Linked DNA regions of Mus musculus: region 1 is linked to region 2. The links are chromatin contacts, called in public HiChIP or PLAC-seq maps. All regions are on one chromosome and are shown on one strand. The core of a region is the stretch at or near the end of the contact, and the rest is flanking DNA. Distances in the headings are between cores, read along the strand shown. Region 1 overlaps 9530077C05Rik (RIKEN cDNA 9530077C05 gene). Region 2 holds the start of Swsap1 (SWIM type zinc finger 7 associated protein 1).

Region 1 (2,720 bases), core at 102-2,601, 470 kb after region 2:
ACAGCCTGGCTATCCTAGTGCCTGCCACTGCCCCTGGCCCTCCTGAGTAGCAAGGCTTTGGCAGCAAAGGCCTGTTGGAGTATTTTGAGTTGTGATAACTTTATGATGCGCCCTCATTCCTTACTAATGTATTCGTGTGTTGACTCACACATTGTGATTTTTCCCTCCTATTTTGACGTATCAGATGTGTTGTTTATAGTGCTGTACAGTACGGACCCGTATCAGCATGGATGTGCTGGTTAGCATTTACTGATGACAGAGGTCGACGCACCTTCTCAGTGCTGGCAGATCGCCACTGTCCTTACCAGTCTCACAACAGCCCAGAAACAGGATTTCTTTTCATACGTTTTATTGAAGATTTGTTTTATGTTCTGTATATGAGGTGTTTTAAAAAGATTTACTGGTTGTTATGTGTATGGGTCTTTTCACTGTGTGTAAGTGTGGTGAATGCATAGATGCCTATGGAGGCCAGAGGCAGATGTTAGGTGCCTGGAAATGAGTCACAGACCACTGTGCACTGCTGTGTGAGTGCTGGGGCCCAGACTGGGTGGATCTGCCAGAGCGGCCCACCCGCCTGCCCAGAGGGCAGCGAAGTAAACGCTCACCTCACAGAATTGTCAGGTGTCCTCTCAATTAGAGTCTTGTTTCCTGTGGCTTTCTTGGAGGTTCTGATAATTTGTGTTTTTTTTTAAACCAGATTTTTAATTAGTTTTCACTTTGTGTATATTTGGAAAAACATCTCAACTTTTTAAGATGATGAGAAGTGGATAGTACATTGCCCTAGACGAAAGATGGAAATATTTTAAGACTGTCACCCTCCTCCTCATCATCATCACTGTCACCAAAGAGTATTATTTTTTGTCACGAGAATAAAAGCTTGCTTTGCCCTTCAGTAGTCTTTCAGGCTTGTGCTCCGCTGCCTGTATTTCCGATCGGGACTTTTGTTTGCCTCTTGAATAAATTTTCCTTGCTACTTTGCCCAAAAAAAAGCACATGTATCCAAGTGGTGCCCAGACATAAATGCAGGCGAAATACCCATAACACACAAGTAAATAAATAGATGCATTCTAAGCAGACTTTATAGATCGTTACAGAGGTGATTTTATAGATTGTTAGAGAGGACTGGTTGTCTTGTATGTTTTTAAATTTTTAAGTTTTTCCCCCTTTATCTAAATGGTACTTGTAACCTACTAACTGATTTGGAGCCATACTCGGTTTACATTGGAGTTCTTCCAAACCACCATGTATCTTGTCAAGAAGCCAATATCCTCTCTATCCAGCTTCTCCTAGCGGCAGTTACAGGTGCAATGTGCAGTATGTCAGCTGCACCATCTCTGGCTAAAGAGACTAGAAGACAGGGAAGAAGAGCGTGTGTATCGTCCCCGACCTCCTTTCCCTTTTCGGTTGGCCTCACTGTGTATCCTGGAGGCGCCCCACAGGAAGCAGCTAAAGATCAGACACGCGCCACTGGGCCAGCAAGGGCACTTGTAAGTTCACAGGCATTTATAGAAAACTTCAAAAGTCAGTGGAAACTATTTAAGCTCAGAAAATGTGCAGCTGGAGTTTCAGCTTAACTTCGTTAACCAGGAAATCTGAGCGCGTCTTGACAAATAAGGTCCTAATTAGCTAACTTCATCTCAGAGTGGCATGAGCTGCTGACTTAATCTCCTTTCTTTTACAGTCCATCAATATTATGGAGCTGACTTTACAAAAATATGGAAGTTATGAAAAATTTGAACAAGCTACTGGTGGTAGCTTGTTGTCTAAAACTCGAATCTGGAGTCATGTTAGAAAGTACATGGTGAAGGAAGGCTGCCTGGGAGAGGTATGGTCGTGGGTGGGCGGGGCCTGGGAGAGGCGTGGGCCATGGGTGGGCGGGGCAAGATTAGTGCCAAATGCAAGCTCTTTTCTGCAGGTTTTGTTTGGTCAGTTCTGTTTTACTGGTTGGATTGGGTTCTTGCCATCTGTCTTTTGCTCCTAGTGTCATTTCTGTATGTGTAGCAATAGCATTATCTGAGTTTCTCAATGAGAATTATTGAAGAGAGATTTTGCTGCAGTGTTCTTAGTCATCAGTCTCAAAACCAGCACTGACAAGGTGCAGGTTTCTGACACATGCATGCTCTAGATCTTCCCAGTTTTGTGTGGATTCAGAGGCTGGGGCAAGCACTCTGCTGTGAGGCTCTATCCCCACCTTTTCCGTTTGGCTTGATAGAGGACCTCACTAAGTTGCTCAGGCTGGCCTGGAATTCTCTCTGCAGCCCAGACCTTCTTCCTGCTTTAGTTTCTCTAGTCTCTGGGGTACCTTTTCTTCTGTCTTCTTTCTTTTCCTTCTTCCTTCCTTCCTTCCTTCTTCCTCCCCTCCTTCCCTCCCTTCTTCCCTCCCTTCCTTCCTTCTTTCCTTCACTTCCTCTCTCTCTTCCTTCCTCTTTGTTAAGACAGGGTCTCTTTCAGTCCTAACTGTCCTAGAGCTGACTATATAGACCAGGGTGGACTTGAACTCACAGAGATCCTCCTGTCTTTGCCTCTCAAGTGCTGGCCATTAAAGGTATATGCTACCACAACCAGCCTCCTTCATTTCCTTTCAGTCCAATGAATCCAATGAAAATCTCAGAGGGTTAAAATGATAAGGTTCAAAAGCAAACAACACAAAACCAATTAGACAGTTCAAATGTGGCTGGACGTACACGTCGTCAACTTAGGTGAATTGGGTAATCAATAGG
Region 2 (2,804 bases), core at 180-2,679:
AATGAGCTAGAAGGTAAGGACTGACCTCCACACGCTAGGTGGCACAGGTAATCCTGCACACGCCCACACAAAAAAAGATTTTTAAAAAATCCCAGAAATCGGGGCCAGTGAGATGGCTTAGAGGACTCTTGCCACCAGCCCTGAAGATCTGTCATCCAGGGGCTGGCGAGATGGCTCAGCGGTTAAAAAACACTGACTGCTCTTCCAGAGGTCCTGAGTTCAATTCCCAGCAACCACATGGTGGCTCACAACCATCTACAATGGAATCTGATGATCTCTTCTGTCATGTAGGTGTACATGAAGACAGAGCACTCATATACATAAAATAAATAAATAAATCTTTTTTTAAAAATCTGTCATCCAGGGGACACACATGGTGGGGTAGAAAGAACTGCATCCCATCCCAGAAGTTGTCCTCAGAGTGCATGCACTCTGTGTCAATGGGAGTATATACACACTCACACCAACTAAATAAATGTAATCACCCCTCCCCCCATGGAGGGCAGAGTGCCTGCTCAGCATGGACAAAACCCCGAATTTCACCCCCAGCCTTGTATTAACTTATCATAGTGGCACAGGCTAAAATGTCTGGGACCCTACCAAAAAATAAAATTCCCCATATTCAACTATGCAGAGACAAGCAAACAGGTCTCTGTGAACTTTGCTTCGGTGACATCAGCAATTGTTCACACCAACGCATTACAATGATCACATGGAATCACAATATTCATTTTGCAGGTGGGCAAGCTAAAAGTCTGGTTATCATCATCATTATTATTATTTTTAAAGATAGGTGCTCATGTAACTCAGGCTGGTTGCAAACCTCAATATATATCTAAGGGAACCTACTTTTTTTTTTTTTTTTTTTTGAGACGGTTTCTCTAGACTGGCCTTGATCTTAAGAGATTCACCTGCCTCTGCCACTCAAGTACTGGAATTAAAGGTGCGCGACACCACCGACCGGCTTCTACTTTTTTTAATGTTTAGATTTATTTTTACATGAGTGTGTGTATAAGCGCGGGGCCATAAATATATGGGTGCCACGTGTCCGCGGAGTCCAGAAGAGGGCGTCGGATTCCCTCACACTGTACTTGTGCATGGCTGTGAATCACCTAGTAGATGGTGGGAACTGAACCCGGGTCTTTTGGAGGAGCAGCCAGTGCTCGTAACGACTGAGCCATTCTCTACAGCTCCGACCTAGAGCCTGGGCGTCTCTTTGGAGCACGTTTGGACCCTCGACCTTCCTTTCCTTTTAATCGATCACACGGCTTCTTGCAGCAATTCCCTCAAAGTACCCACTTCCTCCACGCTCCGTGTTTTGATCATTGGCTGACAGCTCCAGCGACGAACTTAGTCTGTGAACTATAGCCAATGAGGCCTCTGTGTGGGCGGGCCCAAGATGAGATATCGCTTTTGATTGGTCAGCGGCACTCAGCAAATGGCGGAGGCGCTGAGGCGGGTGCTGAATGCCGGCTGCGCGGCAAGGCCAGGAGAGGATGGCGCTGCCGGGCCGCCATTGCTGTTGCTCGGCGCTCCGCGCTCTGCGCAGACGTCGCTGCTGTTTGCAGCCGCCCTTGAGGCGGCAGGGGAAGGCCGCGGGTCCGTCCTCTTCGTGACGCGAAGGCCCCTTCAGAGCCTGCCGCTCAGTACACCCACAGCGCGAGAGCATTGGCGGCTCCAGGTAAACGGAGGGCTGGACCTGGCAATGCGTTACCCAATGGCGGGCTAGTTCGCGCCTGAGTGACAGTTCGATAGGCAAATGGCAGCGTGAATCGTAGATTCACAACTAAATCGTCATAAAGCGTCTGTGGAAGTGGTGGGTGGAAGAGGCGGAGTAGGGTCGTGGGACGGGACAGTGCGGGTTTAGTTAAGATGAAGTGAAAGACCGTCCTGTGGTCGGGCGGCATTGGTGAGCATGGGTGACAAACCAAAACAAACCACCAAAAACAACAACAAAAAAATACGGACTGGGATTAACTGAACAGAGAATTTACCTAACATGCGCGAAGCCCTGGGTTCTTTCTATCCCTTTAACCAGACTTGATAATATATGCCTGGGATTCAGTTCTCAGAAGTGTCAGGCCATCCTTGGCTACAAAACGCGTTTGCGATCATCCTGGGTCACATGAGGCCCTGTATTAAAGAAAAAAAATGTTTTTTCCTTAAATAATCTTGAGCAGTGACAACTGCTGGAGAAGGGCAGGTGACAAGGGTGAAGTATTTGAGCTGGTGCTTCATCCTGGAACTTTATATATGGACCATGAGAGCCTAGACCGGAAAGTATAGAAGTGAGGTAGCCATAATAGGGAGTTTTGACCTCCTATATTAAGTCTAGCCTTTTCCTATCTTCTAGAAGGTTCGTTTCCAGTACCCATCCTCAATTCAAGAGCTTCTCCAGCTGCTGGCCTCTGCCCATGAGGCCCCAGCACCGACCCCATCCCTTCTACTCCTGGACGGCCTGGAAGAATATCTCGCAGAGGATCCCAGTGCCCAGGAAGCCGCCTACTTGGCTGCATTGCTTCTGGATACTGCTGCCTTCTTTAGCCACCGTCTTGGAGCCAATGGCAGTTGTGGGCTTGTTGTGGCCCTTGAAACCCAGAAAGAAGCAGAGGCCGATGCCCCACATCTGCCATTACTTAAGCGATATTTTCCTGCACAGTGCTGGTTGCAGCCAGATGCCCTAGGCTTGGGACAGCATTGCTGCCTTCGAGCCAGCCTAGAGTTGGGCAAACTGAGCCCTAGGACAGAGTGGTCAGTGAGTTTCTTACCCTGTGGAGAGATGAAGGTCACCCCATGGCTTGCCC

What was found. HiChIP or PLAC-seq counts read pairs in DNA pulled down with a chosen protein or histone mark.
Region 1: an H3K27ac HiChIP or PLAC-seq map of T-cell acute lymphoblastic leukemia shows a contact between it and region 2, with 2.7 times the contacts expected there. The contact joins the enhancer-like site here to the promoter of Swsap1 in region 2. A contact is called at or near these places in 8 of 39 promoter capture datasets (the 3T3-L1 cell line, 3T3-L1-derived adipocytes, the HPC-7 cell line and 4 more) and 1 of 115 datasets of contacts at active chromatin or transcription factors (T-cell acute lymphoblastic leukemia).

What each region holds. Positions count from the first base shown.
Region 1 is chr9:22,428,675-22,431,394 of GRCm38.p6, forward strand. It overlaps 9530077C05Rik (RIKEN cDNA 9530077C05 gene), which reads left to right. Exons shown (of 7, transcript NM_026739.3): 3 at 1,682-1,825. Among named protein-coding and RNA genes, the nearest start is that of 9530077C05Rik, 18 kb to the left of the region's middle. Within about 2 kb of position 1,352, at least 65 of the 459 cell types and tissues checked have an H3K27ac peak or open chromatin away from gene starts, as enhancers often do. A contact at or near this core is called in the HPC-7 cell line, T-cell acute lymphoblastic leukemia, hematopoietic stem and progenitor cells and 1 more, where this site is marked.
Region 2 is chr9:21,954,324-21,957,127 of GRCm38.p6, forward strand. Swsap1 (SWIM type zinc finger 7 associated protein 1) reads left to right here and starts at 1,430. Exons shown (of 2, transcript NM_025870.1): 1 at 1,430-1,681; 2 at 2,354-2,804. The coding sequence starts at 1,439. It overlaps Gm45914 (predicted gene, 45914), which reads right to left and starts at 1,683. Exons shown (of 1, transcript NR_132099.1): 1 at 961-1,683.